Linked DNA regions of Sus scrofa: all the other regions are linked to region 3. Evidence: chromatin contacts called from public Hi-C data. All regions are on one chromosome and are shown on one strand. Each heading gives the region's core, a stretch centred on a gene start, on an enhancer-like site or on the middle of the called end of the contact. The rest is flanking DNA. Distances are from core to core; before and after follow the strand shown.

What was found. A called contact is a pair of places that touch in the nucleus more often than the background predicts.
Region 1: a Hi-C map of liver shows a contact between it and region 3, with 1.7 times the contacts expected there. The contact joins two enhancer-like sites. A contact is called at or near these places in 2 of 47 Hi-C or Micro-C datasets (embryonic fibroblasts and liver).
Region 2: a Hi-C map of liver shows a contact between it and region 3, with 2.7 times the contacts expected there. The contact joins two enhancer-like sites. A contact is called at or near these places in 3 of 47 Hi-C or Micro-C datasets (liver and skeletal muscle).

Annotation. Positions count from the first base shown.
Region 1 is chr1:31,293,842-31,297,624 of Sscrofa11.1, reverse strand. All of the region lies in intron 2 of MOXD1 (DBH-like monooxygenase protein 1), which reads right to left. Among named protein-coding and RNA genes, the nearest start is that of MOXD1, 13 kb to the right of the region's middle. Within about 2 kb of position 1,269, at least 1 of the 83 cell types and tissues checked has an H3K27ac peak or open chromatin away from gene starts, as enhancers often do. A contact at or near this core is called in liver, where this site is marked.
Region 2 is chr1:32,037,704-32,041,488 of Sscrofa11.1, reverse strand. LOC106508846 (a long non-coding RNA gene) reads left to right here. Exons shown (of 6, transcript XR_001305923.2): 5 at 2,440-2,572; 6 at 2,681-3,785. Among named protein-coding and RNA genes, the nearest start is that of ARG1, 19 kb to the right of the region's middle. Within about 2 kb of position 2,273, at least 2 of the 83 cell types and tissues checked have an H3K27ac peak or open chromatin away from gene starts, as enhancers often do. A contact at or near this core is called in liver, where this site is marked.
Region 3 is chr1:31,720,532-31,724,490 of Sscrofa11.1, reverse strand. It overlaps ENPP1 (ectonucleotide pyrophosphatase/phosphodiesterase family member 1), which reads left to right. Exons shown (of 25, transcript XM_021087933.1): 25 at 1-201. Among named protein-coding and RNA genes, the nearest start is that of CTGF, 48 kb to the right of the region's middle. Within about 2 kb of position 1,565, at least 14 of the 83 cell types and tissues checked have an H3K27ac peak or open chromatin away from gene starts, as enhancers often do. A contact at or near this core is called in liver, where this site is marked.

The DNA.
Region 1 (3,783 bases), core at 20-2,519, 430 kb after region 3:
AAAACATTGACCAGTCAAGAATCTGGATAACATCACCTAGAAATTTACATTCATAAAACCATTCTGAATAGTGCTCATGAGATATTTAAGGACATTTTCCAGATCATTTTTACTATTTGATTTTTACCTTTAGAATTAGAACCAAATGGCGCCTCTCCCCTACTCTGTCCCTTTTAGCAAATAGGGCTTTGCTGTACATCCAAGGTGAAGGCCGTTCCTTAGCCATCTTGCTGAAGTGCCTGATATTCCAGGACTTTTAAAATAAAAGTAGGAATACTGATTACAGTGCACTCTCATTGTCATGGTCTGTCTTGGATTGTCCCTTTGTCATGGATGACAAAATAACAGCTATTATAAAAGTCTAGCTATATGATATGTACATTAAATATACTTAAAATTATAAATGTAACATAAAATATTGATAAATAAAAGTAGGCACCAATTATCATTAAAAATTGACTTTTTAAAGACACCAGGCTTGAAGAGTACTCAAAGAATGAAGAATCTATAGATTTTTTTAAGAGTTTAAGAATAAGGAGTTCCTTGGTGGCGCAGTGGTTAACAAATCCAACTAGGAACCAGGAGGTCGAGGGTTCAAACCCTGGCCTTGCTCAGTGGGTTAAGGATCCAGCGTTGCTGTGAGCTGTGGTGTAGGTCGCAGATGCGGCTTGGATCTGGCGTTGGTGTGGCTCTGGCGTAGGCCGGCGGCTACAGCTCCGATTGGACCCCTAGCCTGGGAACCTCCATATGCTATGGGGGCAGCCTGAGAAAAAGACAAAAAGACAAAAAAAAAAAAAAAAGAGTTTAAGAATAAAAATATGTAGATGTTTTATGTGCATATGAAAACTAATATGCAAAGCCATGCTTCTATGTACCTACCTACTCATTTTTAATGTTCTGTAAAGTGAAATATGAGGTAATATTTCCCTAGGTTAATGGTTTTATGTGGATTTCAATCATATTCTAACTCAAATATCTGCATTAGGATCAGCTTTACTATGAATTTGTCATTGAGGCATTACTTTTTTGTTTTTATTGTAGATTATTATATTAATCACATATTAACATTGTTATCCTTTTAAAATATAAAATATTAACTGTTACCCTTAAAAATCTGCACTGATAATTAGACTCTGGCAATAAAACTAATCTGCAGCTATGTCTTAAAAAATACTGCTTCTGGAGTTCCTGCTGTGGCACAGTGGGTTAAGAGTCTGATGGCAGCAGCTGGGGCCACAGTGCAGTGGGTTAAATGATCTGGCATAGCCACAGCTGCAGTGTAAGTCACAGCTGAGGCTCAAATTCAATCCTTGGCCAGGAATTTCCATATGCTGTGTGTGCAGCCATACACTACATACACACACACACAAGCGTATATACATATATATGTAAAATACATATGTATCTTACTTCTGAAACATATTTTCACAGGATATTTTTCCTTTTGAACATGTTATGCCTTGAAAAAAATGAGGACGCATATTATTGACATTTCAAAATACTGTGTGGCAACAGTAAAGTATCAGTCAGTATCAGCAAAAGTTGGCATTATCATTTCACATGATAGCCAGGGAACTGACTGCCACTTTCAAACCAAGATAACATGCCAAAAACGCTCGCTTTGATCTCTACAAGATTGCTACAACCTCTTGTTAAAAAAACATGATTACACAGATGTGAGATTGGTTCTCAATCATTGTCCGTCTTTTTCTTTTTTTCTTTTTCTCTCTCTTGAATAAAATCTCTGCAACAGAAAAGAGTCTGACTGGTGCTATGCTAAACAGGATGAAGTGAAAACTCTTATGGGTGTAATAAAAGATATGAATAAACCCCAGTTCAGTCTGGGGAATTGAATGTAAGCACAGCTGCAGGGGGAACCTTGAGAAAAATGTTACATTTGTCATCATTTTCTTCAACAGGTGCTTGTAGTTTTTCTTCTTTTTCTAAATCTCAAAAGCCTTGTTACTTCAAACATTTCTGTTTGTTATATTAATTTCTATAATAAGTTTTATGATGGTTTAATAATAGTGATAGTATAATAACAAATATTTTTGTGTTCAAGAGAATCTTTGATCCTAAAAAACCATAAAACTGTATAAACAAACTGTATAAACAAAATCTTCAGCGTTCAGTATAAGCTGATTTTAATAAGCTGTTTCTTCACTAATCTTAGAAATTTGAGAGGAATATCAAAACAGAAGTGGTTTGCCTTTTAGAAACCACTTGAGATAAAACTGAAACCCCCTAAGTCTATTAAGAGATCTGTTCAATAGCAACCAGAATGACAAAATAGGAGCCTTGTTAGCTTACGTTCCAGCGAGGGGCCCACCTGAGCAATCTGTTTTTGTTCTTTAAGTGCCACCTGCTGAAAATACACATCCAGAATTTTCTCCCTCAGCGAATCATCTCGTTTTAGTTTTCAGGTAATTCAATACTTTGCCGTAATTACAGAATTATCAGATACAGTGTAAAATTAAAACTTTGACTCGATCTCTAACAATAAACTTCAATGGAAAAAATTTCAGCTCTTACCACTGAAATAAGATGTTATTTTGCCTTTGCCCTATTCCATCATCTTAACTTTTGTTTGTTTGTTTTCTTTTTAGGACCACACCTGCAGCATATGGAAGTTCCCAGGATAGGGGTCAAATCAGGGTTGCAGCTGCCAGTCTATGCCACAGCCACAGCAATGCTGGGTCCGACATGCATTCCATCTTGGTGAAAAGCCAGATCCTTAACCCCTAAGCAAGGTCAGGAATTGAACCCACATCCTCATGGACACTGTGTTGGGTTCTTAACCCACTGAGCCACAACAGGAACTCCCATCATCTCAATTTTTTAAAAAATTTAACTTCTCTTAACTCTAAACTCTAACTTACGGTTTAGTTGCAGGATAAGCTGATAAGTTTAAAAATTTACATAACAGAACCAAAATTATTTAGATAATAATTACTTATAGAAAAATAAGACAGAGAAGGATTGGAAAGCCTTCAATTGGAGGGATCCAAAAAGTCCCCGTGGAGGCAATGAGACTTACTTTAAGAAATAAAGCAAGTTAGGAGCCAGCCATGAAAAGCGTGGAGGAAGTAGATCTAGGAAGAAAGACCAGCGCTTGGGGAGGATCTAGAAGGGGATGGAAGGAGGTTTAGCCAGTTTGGTGAGGCAAATAAAAGCAAGTGTGATGGGATGATAGTGCGCAGAACAGGAAAATGAGATCAACAGGGATCAGATGATGCCCTAGATGTTGTGATGGCTTATAGGTCCATGTTGGGAGTTCAAATTTAATACTAAGCTTATAGAGAAGTTATCTGAGCTTTAAGCAGCAGATGACATATTCTGATTGATGAGAAAATGTGTGTGTGTTCCTGTGGATACCATGTAGAGAATGAAGAGAGGATATAAGATCTGTGCTCTAAAGGCAGAAGTGACACAGTGATCCCAGAGGTTCAAGCTTGAATGGTAGTAGTAAAACTGAGGGGCTGTGGGCAGGTTTTAGATTTAATTTGGCAGAAGAGTCAATGGAACCTGAAGATGGGTTGTATATGTGGAATGAAAAAAGGAGAAGAACAAGGATGCCCCTAGTTTTTTACTGAGCTACCAAGAGGTACCATTTACTAAGATGGGGAAGGCTGGGAAAGAAGTAGGTTGAGGGTGAATGAAATTCAGTTTAAGATGCTACCTGGTGGGACAGTCAGCAGGCAGAGAATATGTAGACTGTTCTTAGATCAAAATAATGCATCAACCGGAGTTTCTGTCGTGGTGCAGCGGAAACGAATCTGACTA
Region 2 (3,785 bases), core at 1,024-3,523, 320 kb before region 3:
AGGAACAATTTCATTGCATGAAATTTGGTTGAGTTTCATATTCCTGAGAGTCCAGAAATACTTAATTCATGTAAGCGCTTATTTTTCTGTAAGCCAATTAAATAGAACTCTCTTACAAATTAATGTTGGCAATACCCTCTGCAGGTAGAAAAATATCATAACTATCACATACATACATAGACATACATAAACATGCACGCAGAGATGCAGAGATCTTTGAATTTTTGTTTTAGCGTTTGAGCCACGAGACAAGTACAATAAAGCAAAACTCACCAGTTTGTAAAGAACAATTTGATCCAAATTGTGTTTCTGGAAATTCCCTTGTGGCGCAGCAGGTTAAGAATCTGGTGGTGTCACTGCGGCAGCACAGGTCACTGCTGTGGCATGGGTTCAATCCCTGCCCTGGGAACTTCCACATGCCTCGGAATTTGTCAAGGTTTTCCATTAATTTTTATTTTAGATTTCCCTTGGCTGTTTAAGGGAATAACTGGTAGCAGTTATGGGAGAACCCCAGCATCCCATCAACCCTATTGGGGCTCAAATGGGGAACTTCTTCCAGGATGAACATGAGGATGTCTGTAAGGCCACTAACTTGGGGGGCTTTTTAAGAGATTGTATCATCTCTTCAAAATGGAAAGACAATTCAGGCAGAATATTAGTAGAATGAATACTCATGTAAAGATGTTGAAGCAGTAGGTGTTTTGTGAATGTTACAGTTTTGTGTTTCAGATAATTCTTGGATCTTTAATTTTTCCTGAGCCTTTTACCGTAAATCTTTCAATAAGTTATTTTGGAATTTTGAAACCCTTTGGAGTTTTCTCCATGCCAGTTAAAATAGGTATCCCATTCTGTCTGACTTGGGAGTACTTGCTTTCAAATGCCCTTTTAAATAACCAATCTTGTCTAACTGGAACATTCTTCATAAGGCCATTGTAATTCTAGGTTGTCTTCAGTAAATTGATGCATGCCCCTAAAGAAAGATCATAATTTTTTTTAAAGCATAAAATTGGCTAGGGTTCCTAAAAGGGGAAGGGAGGGGGTAACTTTAGAACATTTAGATGACTGAGATCTCATTTTTGGAGTTTTCCTGAGAACAAAGAAAAAATTTCTACATAACTTATGCCTTGGGACTTGGGTATTTTTTGATAGTATGTTTTTCATGGGATACTTCTTTTCCTGGTAGATGGCCTTGGCCTTACTTGAGCCATGCCCCGGTGTTTCTCCTTGCAGGGAATTTTTCTTGCAGATGGCTAGTGACCTGTTGTGAAACTTGCTCACCCATGACCACTATAGGTCTTTTTTTTTTTTTTTTTTTGCCACATTCATGACGTGTGGAAATTCTCAGGCCAGGGACTGAACCTGCACCACAGTAGCAACCCGGACTGCTGCAGTGACCATGGGGGATCCTTAACCCGATTCACCACAAGGGAGCTCCATTTGTAATGATGTCCCTTTTAATCTCCTATGTTTATTTTTGCCAGTGCACTTAAAAGAAAAATTTCTTCCTTTCCTACACAAAGAGTGGTCTGTTATTGACTTTTGTACTCCCTTGCTTTTGTACCTAACCATGTATCCTGGTAATCTCTCCACAGTGTGTTATTTCTATCCTTTTCTAAGGGTATAGAAAGTCTCTCTTATAGTCTTCATATATTGAGTTTTTTAATCCAGCATCTCTTGAATAGTCTCATTATGTTTAGGAACTATGTAGCCTCACAAGGGTAGATACTGAGACCAGGCAAATTGATTCCCACATCTCCCCACTCCTAGCATCCCCCTTGCAAAAGTGCATTGTCATATTTCTTGGGTCCCTCCAATCAGGCTGAACTGGCAGTGAGCCCTGGGGGAAGGCAGTTCTGCATGATACCTCTTATGATGACCTCGGTGGCAGCAGGATTGTGAGGCTTCTGCGTGGTTCCCGGTGCAGATGCGTCATGGGTGACTATGGCGTTTGCAGATGTGATAAAGTCCACTCGACGGCATCAGGACAAACAGTAGCATCTGGTGCTCTGTGGCAGCAGTCACCGTGAGGACCCCCTTGTCAGGCCCCCTCTGTGGGCATGTTTGAGGTCTTGTTCCCAGAAACAGCCTTGAGTGGCTTTCCAGCCCTCTCTGCATTTCTCTGAAGCTGCCTGGGATCCTTTTAATAAATTCCTTTCTCAGCCTAATTGGCCAGAGTATGCTTTCTTTGCTTACAACTAGGAACTCTGACCTAAATCCTCTTTATGAAAAGATAATGACTTTAATGATTAAACAAGACTAAATATAGAGAGTGAGAAAAAGGAGTGTACCATCTGCCCTCACTTCATCTGTAATAAATTATCTTTGACCCACTCTCTCTAAGCCTGTCCTCAATATTTCTATTATCCTCATTATTCTGCTTTAAAAAAAAAAAGCAAACAAGTTTTGAATTCTATGTTTTGCTTCCTCATTGTGTGCCAGGATGGTAAGTGGAAGTGGTGAACTGCAGGTTAGCCCTCAACCAGTGCCAGCATTTCTCAGGGTCCGTGGCCCTTCTCCTCTTGTTGTGGCAGCAAAGATGGCTTTGAACATGACTACTCTCAAGACAGGAAAGGTAAGAGAGGAGTCGAATGGCTGACTTTGGGATCTCTACAGAGATTCTTGTGAACTTCTGGGTAAGGGAGATGTTGATTTTTTTTATTTTTTATTTTTTGATTTTTAGGGTCACGCTCATGGCATATAGGCTAGGGGTCTAATTGGAGCCACAGCTGCTGGCCTACACCACAACCACAGTGATGTTGATCCGAGCCACATCTGTGACCTATACCACAGTTCATGGCAACACTGGATCCTTAACCCACCAAGAGAGGCCAGGGATCGAGCCCGCAACCTCATGGTTCCTAGTTGGGTTCCTTAACCCTTGAGCCATGACAGGAACTCCCCAAAGAGAGATGGTAATCTTCAAAACATAATTTTCAATTTCAAGAGCCAGTATTTGAAGGTCCCAGTATTTGAAGGTCCCAAGAAATGTGATTATTTCATTTTCAGAAGTCTGAAAATCTTATCTTCGAATGTCAAGAACAAAATCAGGAGAAATTCACACATTAATGTTTGCACCAAGAGGCACTGAGAAGAAAGAGGGCTACCATGGGGGAGGTTTGGGTTTTCTCCCACTTCTAGAGAAGATGTGGCTGAGTGGATCCGTGGACCCGAAGATTCCTTGGGGTGGTGCAGTAGGAGAGAGCTTTGTGGATCTTGCTGCCTAAAAGCAGAGGGGTCCGGGGCAGCGGCCACCAAGGGACTAAAAGACCATTAGCATCAGCAGCATGTGTCCACAGAGACGTGGCCACGTGACAGACTCTCGCCTGCCCCTGATGCCATGATCCTAGCTGAGCATGGTTAAACTCACTGCCTGGAATATGGGATCTAACGAATCATGTTCTCCTATTGTTATCACATTGTTATGAACAGGCTGGAGCTCTTCTTGGGCACGGCTGGAACCAAGCGCTTGCTTAATGAAGTTACGCTAGGCTACCGAAAAGAGGGACTGGCTGACTCCTGAGAGGACAGGGGGCACGGCAGTGTGCTGAGCACACTCAGACCTCCAGCAAGGGTCAGAGATGAGAGTGAAAGAGAACACTGGGCTCTGGGAGGCCAGGCACCCTTCACCGGTGCCTCTCCCGGGCTCTGATGTTGAAGGAGCTGTAGTCAGGCTGCTTACATTCAGGAGGGAGAAGAGGGGTCCTGGGAGGTCCGTGGTGCAGAGAGAAGATGTCGCACCTCAGACACAGATCCGGGAAAGCCTGATGTGACCTGGATGAGACCCA
Region 3 (3,959 bases), core at 316-2,815:
CTTTTCTGTGGTGTTTGGCTGGAGTGGAATGGTTATTTTTTTCTCTCTTGCTAAGCTACTCCTTTTCTGGCCTTTTGGCTGGAGAGATAGCAGGCCTTTCTTGGGGCCTCTTTTCATTTATACTCATTGGCATTTCCAGGTTGCTGACTTCCTCTGTTAGCAAGTCTGAGATCTATGAACTAAAAAAAAAAAAAAAAAAAATCCAGGGGAACTCATTAGTTGTTGAACAAATCAATGTTGTTCCTTGGGTCTTGAGGTCCCTAGCCTGTCTGCATTTTCTCCACCTCTCATAGTCTGTCTATATTTGTCTTATGTATAATAACTATGCTTTTTATCTGCACTTAGCAGAAGGATATCTACTTCTTTGTAGAAGTGTCTCATTGATTTTTATATATTCTTCAGAACACATGCAGACACAGTTGCCTCTATGTAGAGCATCTTAGCAGATCTTAAATGGATAGATGCCTTTCCCCTTTTCTAGACACCAGGAGTGCATGAAAACCAAGTTACCATCCTTATAGTCTTAGAGAAAGAGGGGAGGCAGCAGATGTGTAAATGATCCCTAAAAGATGGTAAATGTTATAATGGAGCCATGGGCCAGGTGCCAGGGATCATAAAGGAGGCACTGGGTGCTGCTTGGCAGTAGCAGCAGTGGCTTCTCAGAAGTGGTGACAACTGGACTAGGACTTGAAGGATGCATTGGAGCTCTTCAGGTGAATAGGTGAGGAAAGGGCATTCTAGCCTCCACTGGAGAGATACATTTTGGGCATTTTTCCATTTGTGGTTACTTCTGATATTTTCTGCAAGTGTCACTGGGACCAGCTTGCAATATGCAGTGGTTTCATTTTTGTTAATCCCCTGTTCTTAAAAGAAATGTCAGACTATAAATTCTGTGATGATTTTTTAAAGGAAAAGACATCCACATCTGTTCCTACTTAGCTTTCGTACAGTTGTTTTTATACAGTATTTTTTTTTTCTTCTCATCTTGAAAGAGACCCTTTCTTTCCCTCTTTCATCAACTTAAAACATGTGACTAGTCTCTGCTTTCCCAATTTGAATGGTAAATCCATATGATCAAATACAGAAATGTCTTTATCCTACTTTTTCAACAAAGGCTATTCTTTCCTTTTCAAATGAACAGCAAAGCCTTTATTTATTTATCCCTAATTTTGCTGCTGCCATGCCTCCAATCAGAACTTCTTAAATGAGGTAAGTAACTCCTATACAGCATTTTCTAGCCAGGTAGTTTATTCATGGCAAAGCAAAAAAATCAGGTGGAAACTTAAATATTTCCAAGAATCAGAGAAAAGAGGGCAAACCTTAGGGAGAAGAAGGCAAGTATTCAGGTTCCAGCATGGTAAGTAGATATGAAGAGGACAGGTAGGCCAGTTGGCCCGGTTGGTCCTGTTTTGGGAGATAAGACAGACCGGAATGGAGCTGAACTCCTAAATCCTCCAGGAAAGGCTGTAACCCTTGACTCTTTTCTGCCATTAGCCGCAGTAACTGTCCTGCCTGGATCTCTGGGTACGTGTTTATCTACAATTGAAACTGTTGTTTGAACTTTGAAACTGAATGTGATGACAGTTGACGCTGAAGCCTATCACAGGAATTTGGTGTGCGGGTGCTTTCCTAAGTACCAAGTCAAACTTTATCATGGCCTTTCCCCTGGTTTTTGGCCAGTCTAAATATTTGTAAGGTAGGAAAAAAACCTTCTGTAGACTAAGTGTCTCTAAGCTAAGAAATGTGGATTGACAAATAAAAGTTGTATATATAGAAGCTTGCCTGCTTTCCTCTGTGCGTGTGTGTGTGTGTGTGTGTGTGTGTGTGTGTGTGTGTAGGGTGAGGGAGGGGGAAGGGGGGTGTTTCTCTAGGGATTGATACTGAGGGCAGAGGTGGTAGACAATTAACCACAGCTGTGTTGTCAGAAGAAAAACGATCCAAAGTTCACTTCAGGTTCACAGAGTAAATATCCATTTCTGATCTGTGGCTTATATCCTTGTTTTTGATATTTCAATTACATTTAGTGTACTTCGAAGTAAAAACAAGTAACAGGCATATATGTATATCCTTCTAGTATTTAAAATGGTCTGACTGGGTCACTTTGCTGTGCAGCGGAAATTGACAGAACAATGTAAAGCAACTATCATAAAAAAAATAATTTTAAATAATAAAATGGTCTGAAACCAGGAGGAAAGTCTTCAACTTATAACTTCCATAGATTTTTTTCAACATGAAATTTTTTTTTTTTTTTTGTCTTTTGTCTTTTTGTTGTTGTTGTTGTTGTTATTGTTGCTATTTCTTGGGCCGCTCCCACGGCATATGGAGGTTCCCAGGCTAGGGGTTGAATCGGAGCTGTAGCCACCGGCCTACGCCAGAGCCACAGCAACGCGGGATCCGAGCCGCGTCTGTAACTTACACCACAGCTCACGGCAACGCCGGACCGTTAACCCACTGAGCAAGGGCAGGGACCGAACCCGAAACCTCATGGTTCCTAGTCGGATTCGTTAACCACTGCGCCATGACGGGAACTCCTCAACATGAAATTTTTGCAGTTATCCTCTCCATGACATATTAATAGTGACTGAAGAAAAAAAAAAGATATTTCCTAGAAATCATATCCATGCTAGAAACCACAGATGCATAAAATAGGTTTTAGTCTACTAGAAATGAAAGAATCTCTAGAATTGGGATTATACCCACCGGATAGCAAAAGGAAGCAATATTTTTAAAAGTCACTTTCATTCCACCCCAATGTGATCGTTTTAAATTTACCTTCAGGGAGTTCCCGTCGTGGCGCAATGGTTAACGAATCCGACTAGGAACCATGAGGTTGCGGGTTCGGTCCCTGCCCTTGCTCAGTGGGTTGACGATCCGGCGTTGCCGTGAGCTGTGGTGTAGGTTGCAGACGCGGCTCGGATCCCGCGTTGCTGTGGCTCTGGCGTAGGCTGGCGGCTACAGCTCCGATTCGACCCCTAGCCTGGGAACCTGCATATGCCGAGGGAGCGGCCCAAAGAAATAGCAAAAAGACAAAAAAAAAAAAAAAAAGGATAAATTTACCTTCATATTTGCTCCCAAACCCTCAATTCAGGGAACAATTTGAGGATTTTAATAAAAATATCCAGAAGTGCTTTAAATTTTTTTTTAATTTTCTAAAATTAAAGAAATAATTTGGGCATTCCTGTCGTGGCACAGCAGAAACAGATCCAACTAGAAACCATGAGGTTGTGAGTTTGATTTCTGGCCTCACTCAGTGGGTTAAGGATCTCGTGTAGCTGTGAGCTGTGGTGTAGGTTGCAGAAGCAGGTCAGATCCTCTGTTGCTGTGGCTGTGGTGTAGGCCAGTGGCTGCAGCTCCAATTCGACCCCTAGCCTGGGAACCTCCATATGCCGTGGGTGCAGCCCTAAAAAGCAAAAAATAGCAACAAAATTTTACTAAGCATATAGTTGATATACATTGTGTAAGTTTCAGGTGTACAACACAGTGATTCAATTACGCACTTATATGTAACTTTTCCAGATTCTTTACCCTTATAGGTTATTACAAAATATCGAGTATAGTTCCCTGTGCTATACAATAGATGATCCTTATTGGTTATCTAGTTTATATAGTAGTGTGTACATGTTAACTGCAAACTCCTATCTACCAGTACTGTTAAAACCCACATCCAATTTCTTATATATCAGAAATTCAGAACTCAGAATCAGAATCAACTTTACTTTCACAGAATAGACATACAAAACAATAAATATTCAGGAAATGGGATTTGTACATTTCTTGATAATTTTGTCCCTTGATATCTGGATATTTTTCACTATTGAAAATTTTTTATGCCTCCACTTAGATGGCATTGTGCTGGGTTTAAATAAAGGAAGTAAAACAGACATCTCAGAACTGAAAGTTTATAAGCTAATGCAAACTTGAAATGATTTTAAATAAATGAAAACCAAATTTTCTCCGTC